Linked DNA regions of Mus musculus: region 1 is linked to region 2. The links are chromatin contacts, called in public HiChIP or PLAC-seq maps. All regions are on one chromosome and are shown on one strand. Each heading gives the region's core, a stretch centred on a gene start, on an enhancer-like site or on the middle of the called end of the contact. The rest is flanking DNA. Distances are from core to core; before and after follow the strand shown. Region 1 holds the start of Lncenc1 (long non-coding RNA, embryonic stem cells expressed 1). Region 2 has its middle 22 kb from the start of Gm33390.

Evidence for each region. HiChIP or PLAC-seq counts read pairs in DNA pulled down with a chosen protein or histone mark.
Region 1: an H3K27ac HiChIP or PLAC-seq map of embryonic stem cells shows a contact between it and region 2, with 9 read pairs. The contact joins the promoter of Lncenc1 here to the enhancer-like site in region 2. A contact is called at or near these places in 9 of 484 Hi-C or Micro-C datasets (the N1E-115 cell line, Th1 cells, brown adipocytes and 3 more) and 6 of 115 datasets of contacts at active chromatin or transcription factors (embryonic stem cells and epiblast stem cells).

Annotation. Positions count from the first base shown.
Region 1 is chr13:97,432,066-97,436,336 of GRCm38.p6, reverse strand. It overlaps Lncenc1 (long non-coding RNA, embryonic stem cells expressed 1), which reads right to left and starts at 1,367. Exons shown (of 2, transcript NR_110432.1): 1 at 1,245-1,367.
Region 2 is chr13:97,318,719-97,322,708 of GRCm38.p6, reverse strand. No RefSeq gene overlaps it. Among named protein-coding and RNA genes, the nearest start is that of Gm33390, 22 kb to the right of the region's middle. Within about 2 kb of position 2,073, at least 19 of the 459 cell types and tissues checked have an H3K27ac peak or open chromatin away from gene starts, as enhancers often do. A contact at or near this core is called in the N1E-115 cell line, embryonic stem cells and epiblast stem cells, where this site is marked.

The DNA.
Region 1 (4,271 bases), core at 118-2,617, 110 kb before region 2:
TGTCATCTACAAAAATCACTCACAGTCTTTACTAAATACGATTTATAAAAAATGGCCCCTGCAGCTGCCGCAGATATCTCCTAGGCCGGCAGAGATGGGAGGGCGGGACTCGGCTAGAGCTAGAATCCTTGCGGTCTCCGGGCTACGACCAGGCAACAGCTTTCCCAGGACGATCCTAGGAAGAAGGCAGGATGCTCCCCTGGGGAGTTCCGGGGGGCAGGGGAGCTCTGCCTGGACCTAGAGATGGCTGCATCCCAGCAGGGTGGTGACCTTTTGTTTCTACTGGTTTTCAAAGACACCAAGGTTTTGTTCTTAATTCACACGCGCGTGCGCGCGCACACGGGAGAGAGGGAAGGGGGCGGGGAAGAAGGAGTGAGAGAGAAGAGAGAATTAGGACCCAACTAATCCAGCAACAAGCTTGTCCTGGCACCTTGAGAGGTTAACCAATTTCACTCTCCTGTAACTGGAGCGAAGCCTTTCTTTTCTCCCTGAGGGGGACAGAACAGGGTCCCCTCTCTGCAGCCCCCACCCCACCCCCCAGAGACTCAGCTTTCCTGAACAATAACCCAACTGTCTGGACAGGATGGGAAACTGTCTCAGTGAGTTGGGAGCCCACCCTTGTACAAACCCAGACATGCACAAAAAGTTCCGCGTTTCACCGCAGGAAGTGAGGACGGTGGCTTCAGGCATCATTAATCATTTTGAAGCGATTATTCTTAAAAGGGAGTGAAAAAAAAATACAAAGATGCAGCTTGAGTTAGTCATGCCCAATAAAAATCAGCACTTCTCCAAATCGTATTTCCCTGAATCCATGTGGAACGTTTAAGAGCACTCTCCACTGACAAGAGTCCAGACCAGATAGGGAGTCTGTTTCCTCTGTAATTAGAACTCCCTCAAATACTTGGGACCTGACAGGGCTAGATAGGGAAGGGCGCGTGGGGTAGCGGCGAAGCTTTATTTCCTCTGCCTTCCAGCCCAGGAATGCACAACACATTTTAACAAGAAGATAAAGCAAGAACAATTTAGGGTTTTGCGTCCTCGGGGAATCTTTTTTACACCCCCCCCCCAATTGAAATTCCGTAAAACAAAGCTAAGAACAATCCTGCTTTGTCTCCTAATTGAGCTAGGGAACTGTGAAATCCCCTACCCCACCCCCATCACCTCACCAGGCCCCGAGCCCAGCAGGCAGGGGCCGGGAAAGCAGTAATTCCCAAGATTGCCTGCCCCATGGGGTGGGTGCTTACAGAGCAGGTCCATCCTGAGCGGTCATTCAAATCTGCTCACCCTTACAGGAAACACGCCCCGGTCCAGGCCTTTGAAGTAACAGTGTGTCACCAGCAGAAGGAAAGTGATCGCTAGAAAATGAAATCTACTCCATCCTTTCAAAGACATTGCATTTCCTGTGATTCCTGGGTCCAGAGGAAATGCACTCGATGAAATTGAATTAATTTTTTTTTTCCTCCTGAAGTCACCTGGTCTGCCAGAAGCCTCTCTCATCAGTTCCCTCTCACTGAGCCATTGGCCGAGTCCCCAATTTATTCATTTATTTCTTAATCGAGATATCTAGAGCAGAAATCACAGGATATATGTAGAAAACTGCCCCCCTCTTACCATGGCTCCCTCCTCACTCCTGCAGACACTTCACAGGTAAGTGAGCCTAGGGGCTGATGCCACAACCTTCCTCTCCATCCCCCGGGACCATGTTTGTCTATTTTGTTGGTCAGATTTGATTATTATTTGTCATTTTTCTCCTAGCTTAGCCCCCCCCCCCACACACAGAGTTTTTGTACAGTCCCAGGAAGACCCTTAAAAATGTGCTGAGTCACACTGACTTCTAGGAGTTTCAGGGAGGAGCAGGTATCTATCTGTAACCCTGTAGACTGATATTAAAGAGCCTAAGCCGGGTAACCCGAGTGTCCACAGGGGCATGCGGGGCAGCCTGGGGTATTCAGTCAGAGCCAAAACAGGGCAAAGACGTTTGGAAGATGGGATGTAAATGTTCATTTAGGCCGAAAGATGGTGTCCTGCAGTGCAATTAGGACCCAGCCTGGGAAGTCAATGCCCCAGCGGCTAGAGGAGAGAGCTGAAAAAGGAAACCCGCAGCAGAGATGGCAGATGGGTAAAGAGTTACATCATCCAGAGAGGGCAGTCAGGTAAGGAAGAATTTTAAGGATATCAGAAAGACTAGATTGGAAATGGATGTTAATATGAATAGTGTTCAATGGATAAAGATAAATACAAAACTAAGCATTACTCTGTGTTGGTTTTCAGACCGTGGACAAAGCGTTGAGGTGCATATTTAACATACCAAAGTGGATCTGGCCTTCAGGTTCTCCCAGCATCCTTCAGTCTCAACCTGGGTCTCTACCTACCCTCTACATATCCTCTACACATTCCGCTGGCATATCTCCCTCCCTTCTGTCTCCCTCCCCACGGTGACTTTCCTGGCCTCTATCCTTGGGATCGGTGAACTCACTAACCCAGGAAAGGTTTTCCAATAACCTGCCTTTAGATATACTCTAATCTGGCTTAATTTGGCTCGTTTCATGAAATAACTTTTGCTTGTTTGTTTGTTTGTTTGTTTGTTTGTTTTTCGAGACAGGGTTTCTCTGTGTAGCCCTGGTTGTCCTGGAACTCACTCTGTAGAGCAGGCTGGCCTCAAACTCAGAAATCCACCTGCCTATGCCTCCTAAGTGCTGGGGAAATAACTTATTGCTCTGTAATGAAGTATTTAGGAAAAAGGGATGCTAAAGGGTGATATTTTCAAAGTTTCATGTATCCCAGGCTGGCCTCATACCCACTGTGTTGGATCTTGGGACATCTTTGAAGTTCTGACCCTCTTTCTCCTGCTTCTTGGGTGCTGGGATTGCAGGCACATCCTAGTATACCATACATTTGTGATGGATCTAAGTGGAGGTCTTCATCTGTGCTGGCAAGGACTCTCCCAGTGGAGCCGCATCCCTGGCCCCCAGACACTGACTTTTCAGTACCATCCTCTATTCCAGGAAACCAGAGCCTCCTGAACAAACAACTGAATCCAAAACAGAAACTTAGAAAAAGTCAGATGAAGATACTATCTTGCTATGCCAAAAAGGATGCGCTCAAGAAGAAAGATAGAGATGTTAAAGGAACAAACATCAGCCTGACTGAACTCCCACTGGCCACTGAAGGACAATATGAGCATCAAAAAATCATACTATTAGTAGATGAAAATTCGTTGGATGAAATGGGCAACTATGAATTCATTCTGAAGCCAGAAACCGATTGGAAGCTTGATGCAGGGCAAGATCGGGGTAGGGGGATGGGAGTGGGAGAGCAAGAGCCTTCCCTGCTAAATGCTTAACAGATTCAGGAGAGAAAAGAATGGCTTTTAGCTAAGGAAGCCTAGCAGACAGGAAGCTAAAGGAGTGGTCACCAGGAATGTCATCAGCTTTGTGATCTGTGCCACCTGCTAAGACACTAAAGAGAACCCCAGTCACTTCTAGACGGTCTCTCTCCAGAAGGCTCAACCCAGATCTGATTACAAAAGCACAGAGGCACAACCTCAAGAGCAGGTGGATGGTAAGGCCATTGTCGGTCACAAAGCAAGGGGAGGTGCCTAAAGAGATGGCTCAGCAGGTAAGAGAGCTCGCTGCTCCTCCTGAGGTTCCCAGTTGCCATGCCGAGTGGTTCACCACTGCCTGGAACACCAACTCCAAGAGTAGCCCACCAAAGATCCCAGACACCATTTATAGACAACGGAAAGTCTGTTCCACCCGGCCGGTACTATACTCCACAACTCCGGTACTATACTCCAGTACTCCAGAATTCCAGCCAACTAGTACTATATTCCAGTACTCCGGAACTAAGTGTAGCCCTGAGCACTTAGACCAAGGGGCTTTTAAAAGCAAAAAACTGCATCCTGGCTTCTGGCTGGGCAGCTACAGGGGTGTTCCACAAAAGCAAGCAGTTTATCCCAAGCTTAGATACCTGGAGGGGATTCTGCTGAAGGAAGCAGTTTAACAGAAACTAAGTTAGCCAGGGCATCTTGACCTCAGGTTCCTAGAATAGAGTTCTGTCAATTTCCCATGGGAGTCTCCATCAAAGAGATTAAATTCTGCAAGAATACAAGATGCAGGATCCTCTGCAGTGCCTTGCCCTGTCACATGAGGAATTCCTTTTCTGGCCTGTAAGAGTAACTTTGTACAAAGCATGTATATAGACTCACATAACACACATAAATAATAAAATTAATTTATAAAAGGGACGAGGAGGAACCATTTACACTGTAC
Region 2 (3,990 bases), core at 824-3,323:
CACAGTTCAGCTGGCAGTAGGGACACAGAAGTGTTCATGTCACTGAATTTCTTCACATCTCAAAGAATCAGAAAGCAAAGCGCTTGAGCCAGGATTTAGACCACACTAGAGTCTGTCAAGGTCCTTACCCAAGAAAGCCACTTGCTCCAGCGAGGATCCTAAAGGATCCACAGCCTTTTAATATAGTGTCACCAAGTATTCAAACACACTGTCCTGTCAGTGACAGTTTACATTCAAACCAAAGCAGCCTGTGAAGAATGAACTGAAAGCTGAGGCATTGTGGGAAGTAGTTAAGTCAGGACTGATGTTCTTATACATGGTGGCACTATAGCCAAAGTAGCCTGCGAAGGAAGGCTGATAATGGCGGTCATCTGTGCTAGAAATTGACAAATGGGAGCCTAAGACAAATTAGGCCTTGAGCATTAACCTAGGAAGCATTTCCATCCTGTGCCCAACAGAAGCAGGAGAAACGCAGGCACCTCACAGAGTGAATGTGTTTTAAGAATCTAGAAGCCGGGCAGTGGTGGTGCACACCTTTAATCCCAGCACTTGGGATGCAGAGGCAGGTGGATTTCTGAGTTTGAGGCCAGCCTGGTCGACAGAGTGAGTTCCAGGACAGCCAGGGCTATACAGAGAAACCCTGTCTCGAAAAAGAAAGAAAGAAAGAAAGAAAGAAAGAAAGAAAGAAAGAAAGAAAGAAAGAAAGAAAGAAAGAAAGAAAGAAAGAAAGAGGAAGGAGGGAGGGAGGGAGGGAGGGAGGGAGGGAGGGAGGGAGGGAGGGAGGGAGGGAGGGAGGGAGGGAGGAAGGACCTAGAAGGCATATGGTTGTTTGGAAGATAATGGCCGACCCGTCCAGCAGGTCCAGTTATTCAAGGGTCTCGAGGGGACCTTCTCCTAAGAACCAAATTGGGGGATAGAGAGAGACGAGAACCTTGTGCGAATAACAACATGGAAACGTACTGAGTGGCATCAAGGTTCCAATGTATTAGCCAGGCCCAAGGTTTAAATGCACAAGCAAAAGGGGAAGTGCCATTCAGCAGGAAGGATGGGGCAGTAGAATTGCACAAACAAAAGGGGAAGTACAGGTACTTATCAGTGGGAGGGGTGGGGCAATAGAATTGCACAGGAGGGGTGGGGCAATAGAATTGCACATTCTTTAGGCAGTTACATGGGGAAGCAGGAACTTGGTGGTATCAGGGTGTGGTCAGGACATCTGGCACTGACTTAGGGCTGGAACATCCTGTGGTTGTTCTCGGAACAGTGTGTCGTGGCCCGCTTTTGACCCCCCTTTCTTCTCGGGGGGGGGGGGGAGGCCCAATTCAGAGATCAGGACAATTGTGTTGTCTTAATGGCTCCCAACAAATGGCTATGGAGAAATTGGACTTATTCCAGTGATACTGAGGAGCCAGAAGAACGATGCATTAGAGTGGGTTATTGGATTATCTGTGGACAGTTTTCATTCTTGCCAGGAGTTGCCGTGTTCCTGTTATATTAACTTTACCTGGGGAGATGTGAACAAAGGTCTGTTCACACAAGATATTTCACCGGACAAGTAACAAACCCACAAAGTCCACTATGGCAAACCCATCCATTTATAGGTTACTTTGAGAAACTTGGGTGATTCAAAATCAGCCCACCCCAGCCCCATGAGGACTCTTGGACTCCTTGCACAACCTGCAGGTAGCTCAGCAGATGGGTCAGAGTCTCCAGGAGTCCCTGCTAGTGGGAGTTTCTTCTAGGCAGCAATTGTTAACTGATTCTACAACCCCAGAGCAGGGCCTTGAGGGTCTTGCATATTTTAGCTTTCCGGGTTTGTGAGGCTATCTGCTTCCTGATCCTGACTTCATGAGTCAGAGGAAATTGTTACACATCCTGTAAAGATAAGTCGTGCTTTGGTTGGCGGGGGGGGGGGGGGGGGGGATGATGATTTGGGGGGATTCGGGGGGGGGGGTGTGCGGGGCTTGAAGAGGTTACGTTTGTTGGGGGGGTTACGTTTGTTGGCTTGAATTAAGCAGACACTAGGCTTCACCTATAGAGAGAGACAGTGAGATTCTGTGGAGACTTGAATAACAATGGCCCCCATAGGGTCACTGATTTGAATGCTTGGTCACCAGGGAGTGGTGCTATTAGGAGATGTGGCCTTGCTGGGTGGGGGGTTGGGGGGATGTAGCTTCATTGGAGAAAGTGTGTCACTGTTGGGTGGGCTTTGAGCCAAGCACAGAGGTTCTCGCTCTCTTCCTGCTGCCTATGGATCTGGATGTAGAACTCTCAGCTCCTTCTCCAGCTCTATCTATGTCTGCCTGCAGCCTGCCAGGCTTCCTGCTATGCTGATAATGGATTAAACCTCTGAAAATGTATGCTAGGTCACTTCCTGTCACAATTATTACTGATAGTAGTGGCTAGGCCCAAATTTGGAGAAAATACAAATGAACCTAAAACAATGGTCTAAAAGGTTTTGACGGATTTAGTTCAATATTTCAGATAGCCCCAGGCGTAGGACTGTGGAACTTCTGTCTGAAAAGTTGAAAAAAAATGTGAAGAAGCTCGTCTCAGGGGTCCATCTCGGCCATCTGCCCTGAACGCTGTGCTAAAGTGGTTCAAGTGGTGGACAAAGGCCTCCTTGTCCTCGCTGTCCCCTCCTTCACTCTAAACCTTAGCATCCTCCCCCAAACCTCTGTGACTAACACCACTCCATAATTACTATCCAATCTGAAACTTTCTCAGAATGCCATGGATCCCACCCATGTGGCGGGCAAATGGTGCCCACAGCTGCTGTAAGCAGGCAGTGCAGGCTGGCCCATAATGTGGGACTGTGCAGGTTAGCCCACCCAGAGTAAGAGCGGGCACGGAGCATACCCAAGGAGACTCCCCGAAGCCAGGAAGTCTGGGATGTTTCCCTCCCCTTGGCTTTGCATTAGTTAGCTGCTGTGTGAGGGTCTGCAAAGGTCATGGCCTAATTATACCTGTGGACACCAGACAGAAGCAGTGTGGACAGGGTCTCCAATGACCTGCTGTGCCTCCCTGCCCTTCCCCTAGCCTGAAAGTTCCCCAACCAGTCTGTCCAAAAAGTGCATGAAGTATTAACAGCATTGAGGAACAAATGGTGGGATTTTTAGGTGGTGTAGTTATACTGTAGATGAGAGAGAGAGAGAGTGGGGGGGGGGGAATACCATGCCTTTTACACAGATACACACTGACTGACCTATTTACAGATAAAAAATTATGTCTAATATGTCCAGCAAGATAATCCACTTGAGAGAGACTGATAAAGACTATTCAAAGTACTATCTCCTTGTGCTGATATAGAGTGGGTAATGAAAGGACGAGGTTAAAGTGTGTGTGTGTGTGTGTGTGTGTGTGTGTGTGTGTGTGTGTCTGAAATTTTCCATGATGAAAGGTTTTCAAATTCCACAAATATTTTCTACTTTTCCAGGGACCCTAATTTACAAAGCCAGACTGCCACAGATACCTTCTTCTCTGATCCAAGAAACCATCTTGTGTGTGCTATTATTGCATATGTTCTTTGGCTACCTTTTTCTTTTTTTTTTTTTCTTTTTTGTTATTGTTGCTGTTCGGGGTTTGTTTGGAGTTTTTGTTTGTTGTTTTTAAAGTTGTTTTTTTTTAAAGTATGTGTACATATGTGTGCCTGAGTATGAGTTTGTGAGTTTGCCTACACTACCCTCAGAGGCCAGAGGGCTTCAGATTCCCTGGACGTAAGGCTACAGGCAGTTGTGAGCTGCTGGATGTGGGGACTGAAAACCAAACTCGGGTTCTCAGTGAGAGCAGTACAGAGTCTCAATTGCTAAGCCATCTCTCAACCTCTGGTGTTGTCTTTGGTTTAGAAAGTCTTGCCATGTAGCCCTGCCTGACAGAACAATGTGACCCAGGCAGGATGGAAGAGAGGGCAGTCTTCCTGTCTCTGCCTTTCTAGTGGGGACCATGGATGTGGGGACATGCCTGTAATCCCAGCACCTAGGAGGTAGAAGCAGA